2 separate regions of the Hordeum vulgare genome follow, and region 1 is linked to region 2. Evidence: chromatin contacts called from public Hi-C data. All regions are on one chromosome and are shown on one strand. The core of a region is the stretch at or near the end of the contact, and the rest is flanking DNA. Distances in the headings are between cores, read along the strand shown.

The links. Hi-C and Micro-C count contacts between places; a contact is called where the count stands out from the background.
Region 1: a contact with region 2 is called in a Hi-C map of seedling, with 4 times the contacts expected there. The contact joins the promoter of LOC123442181 here to the promoter of LOC123445529 in region 2. A contact is called at or near these places in 2 of 6 Hi-C or Micro-C datasets (leaf and seedling).

What each region holds. Positions count from the first base shown.
Region 1 is chr3H:597,712,818-597,718,071 of MorexV3_pseudomolecules_assembly, reverse strand. It overlaps LOC123442181 (F-box protein At3g54460), which reads left to right and starts at 2,798. Exons shown (of 8, transcript XM_045118250.1): 1 at 2,798-3,237; 2 at 3,908-5,254. The coding sequence starts at 2,798.
Region 2 is chr3H:597,550,456-597,555,325 of MorexV3_pseudomolecules_assembly, reverse strand. It overlaps LOC123445529 (PH, RCC1 and FYVE domains-containing protein 1-like), which reads left to right and starts at 3,509. Exons shown (of 9, transcript XM_045122519.1): 1 at 3,509-3,593; 2 at 4,732-4,818. The coding sequence starts at 3,522.

The sequences.
Region 1 (5,254 bases), core at 1,549-4,048, 160 kb before region 2:
AAATCGTCTACTTGGTTACTTGCCACACTAAAGGTAAATTTTTTATGCATGAAAATTCTTCTCACACATCACAGTCTTGTGTGTAAAAAACATATTAGTAGTAAAAAGCAAATACATAAATGGTGAAAGTTCATGAACATTCTAGAGCAGCCATCAAAACTTTCTTTGAATTTCTGATTGCAGAAAAATAAAATAAAAAACCTTCTTATAAACTCATGGCATGATCTAACATTTCTGTTGTTTCTACTTTTTGAACCTCAAAAAGTCAAAATGTTAGTACCACCTTAGAAATATGCCCAATTTTCTAGAATATATACCTTTATTTTATTTTTTGTAAAACTACCTACAAAATTAATGGGTTTAATTTTATTGCATTTTTTGTTGACTTGACTTCAACACTTGGAAGGCCTGTTGTAGATCGTTTGAAACCATATCTAACATGGCAAGAAAATACGTGGGGATTGTATGATATGGACATATGGTTAGTATCATCTATACATAAGAGAGTCATCCTCACTAACTGATTTTATCTTAACTTGCAAGCATGCCACCCCACCATAAGGCACACCTCAACATGCAATCATGCATGTGAAGAGACCATCGACAACATTGAATCATGCATGTATTTTATTTCCCATTTTATTGTTCTATTTATATCAGTAAATATTGTTATGACTATACATAATCAAATATTTTAAAGTTTGGTCCACTTGTTATCAACCCAAATTTTCATCGACCAATTCTGGCAGCAACGCGAGGGGTATCGTCTACTTAATGCAATGATCCTTCTGTTCTTTCAAAAGTGAAAGTTTGGTGTTTCAACATGAAAAATAAACATTCTTGAACCTTCATATATTGAAGACGTCTAGATTTGGTTCCTCACCTCACTCAAAGAAGAATTTAAGTACACTATGATAGGTATTCTTACACATTACTACGTGATTAAAATACTACTAAAACAAAATAATAGAAATATATGTTCATGAATATTCTAGAGAAGTCCTAAAAAAATTATATGAATTCTAAATTACATAAAACCTAGAAACATGAAAGTAAAACCACAGTGCTACCTAGATTTTAGTTGTTTTTAATTTAAAAACCGTCAGAGTCGTAGTGCAACTTATAGAGTATGCATGCGTTTTTTGAGTCTTGTCCAAAACAACAACTCTAAAATTCTAGTGAAACTATGGGTTTTTCTTCTTTGTACTTACAAAACTTTTTGGCTTTACTTCCACGCGTGCAAAACCACAACGCGTAATTGTTATGACCAGGTTTAATCTATATCTAATAATAAAGGGGCTATTACTTCTGACGGTACGTCACGGAAATTGTCTCAAAGTTACAAAATTTTACACACGGGAATCTCTTACCTGGGCCGGTCCATGCAGTAGGGACAACCTATAATGCGCTCTGCGCGATGGCAGAACACGCAGCGCGCCCATGTCCGGTTGGCCTGTTTTTATTTTGCAATTTCTTTTTCTGCTTTCGGTTTATTATACGGGACTTCAAAAAGTCCTTAAAATTAAAAAAGGATAATTTTGAAACAAAAATATCTAATAATTCATAAAATGTTTGGGGATTAAAAAATGTTCACGATTTTGTAAAAGAATGTTTGCTTACATATGAAAATGTTTGAAATATCGAAAAAAAATCCATATATCAAAATATGTTCATGATTGTTTAAATAGTTCATGTATTAGAAATGTTAATGGAATTGAAACATATTTCGACAAGTAAAAAAATGTTCGTGAATTCAAAAATATTGTAAAAATCAACACCTGTTTGTGACTTACAGAAATATACGTAGTAGTTTATTCATTCATGAAATGTTCGCTGATTGAGAAAATGTCGATGAACTTCAAAAAATGTTCGTTAAATTATAAATATATTGCTAGATACAAAAAATGCTCGTAAATTTGAAATATTATTTATTACATCAAATAAATAGGTAAATAAAAAAGATCGTAATTTTTAAGAATTGGTCAACCAATTTGAAAAAAATTGTTCGTCGATTATAGAAATGTTCACTGATTCAAGAAAGCTTATAAATAATGATCAAAATTTTAGAAAAATGTTCACAATTTTATAAAATGTTAATGAATTCAAAAAATGTTCTTTATTTTGGATTTTCTTAAATTTATACACGTGTTCATGAATTTGAAAAAAAATCTCGATTTTAATTATGTGCACGAGTTTAAAATAATGTTCATGATTTCAGAAAATCAAGATTGATAGTGTGATGATGCAAAGTGTGGTCATGAACATTGAAGATTATGATGTTTTTTTCTTCCCTTGCAACCGCCTTTTGCTATACATAAAAAAACAGAACAAACCTAACGATTTAGACGCTGGAGGAACCGAATTGCCTGATTTAGTCTTAGAAGCCAGTGTGTCGAACCTACACTTTGACGATATATCTGATGAATCGAAAATGAAAATTTCCTTGTTCGGTAATACTAATACTGTAATAATAAAATCCCTGTGCCATCGGGCCCCGCAAACGTACCGTCCCCACCGGTCATAAGCACACGCCGGGCCACACGGGTACACCCGATCCACTCAAGACTCCGCCCCGCGTGGGTCTCCCGGTCGTTACGCCACGCCTCCCTCGTCTCCCCTCCCCTCCCCTGCCGCCGTTCCCTCTTCCACCTCCACCTCGCCGCCCCGCCCCCATCAGCCCGAAATTCCCGCGCGATCCGCCGCGGCGGCGACCCAATGGGAGACCACTAGAGCCCTAACCCTAGCAGCAGCCACCGCCCGCCCGCCCTAAACCAATTGACCCGCCGACTCGCCCGCCATGGCCGTGGTCGTGGCTGCGGGCGGCGGGGACGCCGCGCCCGCGCACCGGAGGCTGGGCGGGTACCTCCGCGCGGTGGTCTCCGTCCCGGCCGCCGACTCCAAATCCCTCCGCCCGCTCGCCCCCTGCCCGCTCTCCGCCTGCGCGCCGCTCCCCGACGACGCGACCGGCGGGCGCGCGGGCCTCGCCCCGCGGGGGCCGGCCAAGTGGCGGGCCACCGGCGGCGGGGGCACCAGCGTCGTGCGCCACCTGCGGGCCCTCGTCGCCGCGCGCTGCGTCGAGGTGGAGGGCAGGGTGCTCCGCGTCGTGACGCGGGACGCGGAGGAGGAGGCCAGGGCGGTGGTGCTCGTCGACGTGTACCTCCCCGTCGCCGCCTGGTCCGGCTGGCAGTTCCCGCGCTCGCGCTCCTCCGCGGCCGCCGCCGTCTTCAACCACCTCAGGTCAGTGCCGTCGTCCCCCCCTTCCTCTGCGTCTGTTTCCCCTGTCTCTGCCCGGTGGAATTTTAAATTGCCACTATCGATCGTCTGCTTCGGATCAACGCGTAGAGCCTGGCAGGCGGGATTCTGTCATTTTAGTGGGGATTTGTCGCGGTCACATGCTTCTCACGCCGGGAATTTAGTGCTGCCACTGTCGGTTCTCTGCATTTTGCGATCAATTTCTTTAGCACTGTTACTACCATTAGCTCCCTGCCTTGTGTAACTCGGGTTACTGCAACTGTGATCTGAGGAATCAAAAATTTGGTCCTCCTATGTTCTCTGCATTTGCTGCTTCGCAATACGTCAAATTTACTAGTACTGTACTTCCTAGTCAGTAATGCACTTGGCTTGCATCTCAAGTTGTGATGGAAGTTTTTGCAATTCAGGTGTTGATACATCACCATGATTTTACTCAAATTAATAAGAAGCTTGTGGGTTTGTCCCTGCAGAATTTCAAAAATTAGTGAAGGTAGCTTCCTTATTCCAGATGGTTACTGCATTTAAGTTTAGCTATCTTATCATGCACACGGTTGATCAGTACAGCAGCCCTTTGAGTAGGTTCGTTTTACTATTTCCAGCAATCCTCCTGTTGATGTCGCTTAACTCCTAGTCTAAGGCAATGTTCTTTTTGCAGTTGCAACTGGGATGCCAGGAATGCTTTACTTGCTTTTGATTGGACTTCTCATGACAATCCACATTCTGATGACCAGTATATTTGGAACTGCACCGACTGTCATGTCCTTGGCTGCGAGCTTCATCAGATACCATCTGTATCGAATAAGGACAAGTCATTTGACCTGCACGAAATCTTCAAAGTTCTCCCCAGTGTTAGGGTGGAGAAGGGGATGCAGATAACAACAATAGTACCAGATGTTATATCGGATGAAATAGGTATCTGGTCTATCCCTGATGATATATTGAGTAAGGTGCTGACTCGCCTTAAACCCGGGGATTTGATAAGAGTGGCGGCTACTTGTCATCACATAAGGACTCTTGCTGCCTCTATTATGCCTTGCATGAAGCTTAAGCTTTTTCCTCACCAAGAGGCGGCTGTCGAATGGATGTTGAGGCGAGAGCAAAACCCTGAGCCCTTAGCGCATCCTCTGTGCAAGAATTTCTGTACTGAGGATGGCTCTCCTTTCTTCATAAATGTTACCTCCGGTGAAATATTCACCGGGATTGCTCCAACCATAAACGATTTCTGCGGAGGCATGTTCTGTGATGAACCTGGATTAGGGAAGACAGTGACCGCATTGTCTCTTATTCTCAAAACGCATGGAACGTTAGCAGAACCTCCAAGAGGGGTGGATATAAAGTGGTGCACTCATAAACCAGATAAAAAGTATGGATACTATGAATTCAACACCGGCAACTGTTCAAACAGTTTGTCTGAATCAAAAAGACTCATGGGGAAGGATGTTGTTAAAGAAGATCCATGTTCAAGTGAGGTATCACATAATGGTGACTCTGTTCCCAGTACAAGGTCATCAAGAAAGAGAGGCAGGTTAGTAGACCCTGGTCTATCGACGATCAACATGCATGTTTCAAGTGAGAAGTCACCAGAATCATGCAATCCACATCCAACGCCAGCTACTCAAGTACTAAAGGTCACCAAAAACTTGAAAAGTGTTAGGAAAAACCTCATGAATGCTTACAGCAAAGATTCAGTTGGCAGTAAAAGGAAGAGAGGCACCGTGTCTGAGTTAAGTGAGACATGGGTTCAGTGTGATGGTTGCAGAAAGTGGCGGAGGTTATCAGATGGAACTGTTCTTGATTCTACCACGGCATGGTTTTGCAGTATGAATACCGATGCTGCACGGAAGACATGCACTGCTTCAGAGGAATCCTGGGATGTCAAGAGAAAGATAACCTATTTGCCAGGATTTTACAAGAAAGACGCGCTGCCAGGAAATGAGCAGAATGTATCATTTTTCACAAACATATTGAAAGATCATATTTCTTTGATCAACTCGGAAACCAA
Region 2 (4,870 bases), core at 2,260-4,759:
GCGTTATATACGCTTCCGCTTAGCGATCTACAAGGGTATGTAGATTCACTCTCCCCTCTCGTAGATGATCATCATCATGGATAGGTATTGCGTGTGCGTAGGAATTTTTTTGTTTCCCATGCTACGTTTCCCAACATAAAGGTGCACTACAGGTATCTCCAAAAGTATCTGTTGGGTTGGTACAAATCGAGACTGGGATTTGTCACTCCGTATGACGGAGAGGTATCTCTGGGCCCACTCGGTAATACATCAGCATAATGAGATCAATGTGACTAAGGAGTTAGCCATGGGATCATGTGTTACGGAACGAGTAAAGAGACTTGCTGGTAACGAGATTGAACAAGGTATAGGGATACCGACAATCGAATCTCGGGCAAGTATCATACCGATAGACAAAGGGAATTGTATACGGGATTAAGTGAATCCCTGACATCGTGGTTCATCCAATGAGATCATCGTCGAACATGTGGGAGCCAATATGGGTATCCAGATCCCGCTATTGGTTATTGGCCGAAGAGGTGTCTCGGTCATGTCTGCATGGTTTCCCAACCCGTAGGGTCTACACACTTAAGGTTCGATGATGCTAGAGTTGTAATGGGAATTGTATGTGGTTATCGAAAGTTGTTCGGAGTCCCGGATGAGATCCAGAATGCCACGAGGAGTTCCGGAATAGTCTGGAGGTGAAGTTTTATATATGGGAAGTCCAGTTTCGGTCACCGGAAAGGTTTCGGGGTTTATCGGTATTGTACCGGAACCACCGAAAGGGTTCCGGGAGTCCACCGGGAGGGGCCACCTGTCCCGGAGGGCCACCTGGGTCAAAGGTGGGTGGGAACTAGCTCCCTGGTGGGCTGTGCACACCACCCAAGGGCTCAAGGCGCCTATGGCTGGGAACCCTAGGGCGCGGGGGGCTCCTCCCACCGACTTGGGAGGCAAGCCACCCCCCTTGGCCGTCGTCGCCCCCTCTAGAGGGATATAGGGTGGCCGGCCCCTTCTTCTCTCCCCCCTATAAATATAGGAGGGGTGAGAGGGTTGGGACACACCTGAACCCTCTCCCCCTGGCGCATCCCTACTCCCCTACACCTCCTCCTCCGTACAGCTTGGCGAAGCCGTGCCGGAGAACCACAAACTCCACCGCCACCACGCTGTCATGCTGTCGGAGCTCTCCTCAACTTCTCCTCCCCCCTTGCTGGATCAAGAAGGAGGAGACGTCCCCGGGCTGTACGTGTGTTGAACGCGGATGCGCCGTTCGTTCGGTGCTTGGATCGGATCTTCCACGATTTGAATCGCCGCGAGTACGAATCCGTCAACCACGTTCTTTGCAACACTTCCGCTTAGCGATCTTCAACGATATGAAGATGATCTCCCTCTCTCTCATTGCTAGAATCTCCTAGATTGATCTTGGTGACACATAGGAAATTTTTGGAATTATTACTACGTTCCCCAACATGCCCTCCAACCACTCTTCTCTTTGTAGTTTTGTTCTAACCAGGAAATTATAGGCGGATCTAACAGAAAAATGTCCCTTGCTGTCTGGGTACCATGCCCAAAAATCTACCATATTTCGTGTGCACACTCGTATTCTGAGGATTGCATCCGCATCAGCAGGAAGAAACACCGACTGTACCAGTTCTATATTCCACATTGCAGCCGCTGGCAGGAGGAACTTGGAGACCTTAGCGGGAGGTTCATGGACAAGTGATACTATAGGCCTTGTCGTTGTTTCCTTTGGTATCCAATTATCACTCCAAATATCCGTTATTCGGCCATTCCCTATCATCCGAATAAGCCCTTGCTTCATCACATCTCTCCCCTCAATGATCGAACGACAAACCCGAGAGGGGTGAGACCCCAATTCTGCTTCAAGAATTGTTTTGTGTGGAGAGTATGATGGCTTTAAAATCCGCGCACTAAGAGACGCTGGTTCCTGCAAGATTCTCCATGCTTGCCTTGCCAATAAAGCCAAGTTGAACAATTCTAGGTCCCGGAACCATAGTCCTCTTAGTTGTTTTGGACGTACCATAACATCCCATGAGACCCACACCGGCTTCCGCTCGCCCTGTTTGCAACCCCACCATAATTTGTGTATGATGGACTTGATATGATCACACAAACTCCTCGGTAGCTTGAAACCAGACATCGGAAACACCGGGATCGCCGGGGCAACTGACTTAATAAGAACCTCCTTTCCACCTGCTGACAAGCATTTACTCGTCCATCCTTTGACTTTATCACACACACGGTCACTCAGATATTTGAAAGTGCCCTTCTTTGAGTGCCCCGCATCTGTCTGTCATCCCAAATACCTATCACTCAACGATTCATTAGGCACCTCCAAGAACCCCTTGACTGCTGACCGCACTATCTCGAGGGTCCCCTTACTGAAGAAAATTGATGATTTATCCTTATTAACTCTCTCTCCCGAGGCCCTGCAATATATGTATCCAATAGGTTTGATACCTCTTCTAGTCCACTGATACTCGTCGTGAAAAACAGCAGGCCGTCATCCACGAATAGAAGATGATTCACCAGCGGAGCCCATGGGCCACCTTAATGCCACATCATATTTGTGTTCACGGGCTGACCGAGCCCAAGAATCGAGTGGGGGGTCCAAGTGACTGGGACACTTATATTTGGCTTACTGGAAGATTAACTAGTACTCCCTCCGTCCCAAAATTATTGCCTTAACTTTGTCTAGAAATGGATGTATCTAAATACTAAAACTTGACTAGATACATTCATATTTAAACAAATCTAAAACAAGAATTTTGGAACGGAGGGAGTAAAATACTGGGTTTCATAACAGTAAAAGTAGAAATTGACTGGGCCGGGCCCGACTTAGCCCAACGTGGGCCCGCCCTTGTTTGTGTTTAGTTGGAGGACATGAAAAAAGAAACGGACTAGAAACGTACTATAGTCGGCTCCAATACTCTTTTAGAGAGAAAAGAGCAACAGGCAGGTGTGAGTCGAGCGACAGCATAGCTCCACGGCGCAGCAACCACTTGCGCCGGACCGCACGGTGCGAGCTAGCCGACGACGCACCAACCAGACTCAGACCCAGACCCAGACCCAGACCCAGACCCAACCAAATCATCAGCAGTCAGCCCGCCCCGACCCAAAAAGCCAACAGCCAAAAGCGAGTCCCAATTCCCAAACAAAAACAAAAACAAAAACAAAAACCAGATCGCCAATACTCCACTCATCCAAGACACAAAAGCTTAAATTCTTTTCTCTCTCTCTCTCTCTCCCCTGCTCCTCGGTTCCTCTTCTCGTCTGGTCGCGATCTCTGCCCCCGAACCCACCCCGCGCCTCGATCCGCCCCGCCTCCCCTCCCCTTCCCTCCCCTCCCCTCCCCTCCCCCGGGCGCGCGTCGCCCGGGAGCCCGCGGAGAGCGGCGGCCGGCGAGCCCGGCACCATTGGCGCGCGCCTCGCGGCCCGGGCCACCGGCGGCGCTTTGTTCGGCGGAGCCGCAGAGGCCCGGTCGCCGGGCGGGCCGCGCGCGATGGGCCGGGGCTGACGCGGCCATGTCGGACGCGTCGTCGGATCTCGGCGGCGCACGGGCGGGGCCGCCGCCCGTCGAGCGCGACCTCGAACAGGTGCGGACGATAATTAATCCCTCCAATGGCTCAATTCCGCACTTGTTTCCGTCTCTGCTTGTTCGCGGGCGGGCTGGGTGGGTGGGTGCAACCGATGACTGCGTGTGCTCCCGCTTGGGTTCCCGTCATGCGCGGGGCCTCGTCTCCTGCTTGCCGGCTTACCTGCCGCTCGCGTCTGGGCGGAATTCTCGGGGCTGGGTGCTGTTCTCGGGCGCTCCTGTCCTGCTGGGGCTGTCCTCCGTTCGGGATTGGAGCCCTGAGTGCCGATTCTGGTTTAGCGCCACTATCCGCGCTGGGAATTCGGGACACTCAGTTCATATCATTTTTTTTCTTGTGTGTGTGTGTGTGTGAAGTTGAGTGACTTCCCGAGGGGATTCAGTTCCGGTGTGCTGTGTGTGAAGTTGAGTGACTTCCGGAGGGGATTCAGTTCCGGTGTGCTGTGTGTGAAGTTGAGCTCGCGCTGGGTAAGTGCAGGGTAGATCGGGACGACGAGCAGCAGTCGGTGTAGTTTTACTCAGCGGCCACGTTGGCCTTGGGTACATACATCAACGCGTTTCCGGATGTGTAGGTTGCTGCTATGCATTCTGCTTCTGTAAATCCAGCTCCCCTGCTTCTTTTTAGATGATGAAGTCAAGACAGGAGAGCAAGTATTGCTGCTTAGTGCATGAAAACGTCAATCTGAAGAACCAGCGACCAGTTACACCTGTTAACTCAAATCAGTTACTGGGGTGCTGTGTGCCGTTCCATATACTCAGATAGTTTCTCGTCTTATGCCTTGCGTGTTTCATTCCTTCAGTTTAAGCTCTGTCTGTACTCAAGGCCATATGCTTTTGACATCAGCTTCTCAGGGTTACACATTCAAGGGGACATATATATACCCTTTTGTTGCTTCTGGTAACTGATGAGATATGAATTGGGAATTCCTTTATAATATTTGCAAAGGTCATATTCATTTCTAAAAACACTTCCATGACTTTGAAACATTTGATGGTTATGCCATGCTATTTTGCTTTCCCATTTGGCTTCTGAAAGTCTGATGTTCCTGATCAGTTTATTATATATTTATATAATTAATATATTGAAATGCCAGACGAGGTCTGATACAATCTTTCTCTTGGTTGATTCTGGCTTTTGGCAGGCTATCACTGCTCTTAAGAAAGGAGCCTACTTATTGAAATATGGGCGTAGAGGGAAGCCAAAATTTTGTCCATTTCGGCTATCCAATGTGAGATTATTTCCGCTCGGTAACTTCGTATTTCTGAAGTTCTTCCTGATTG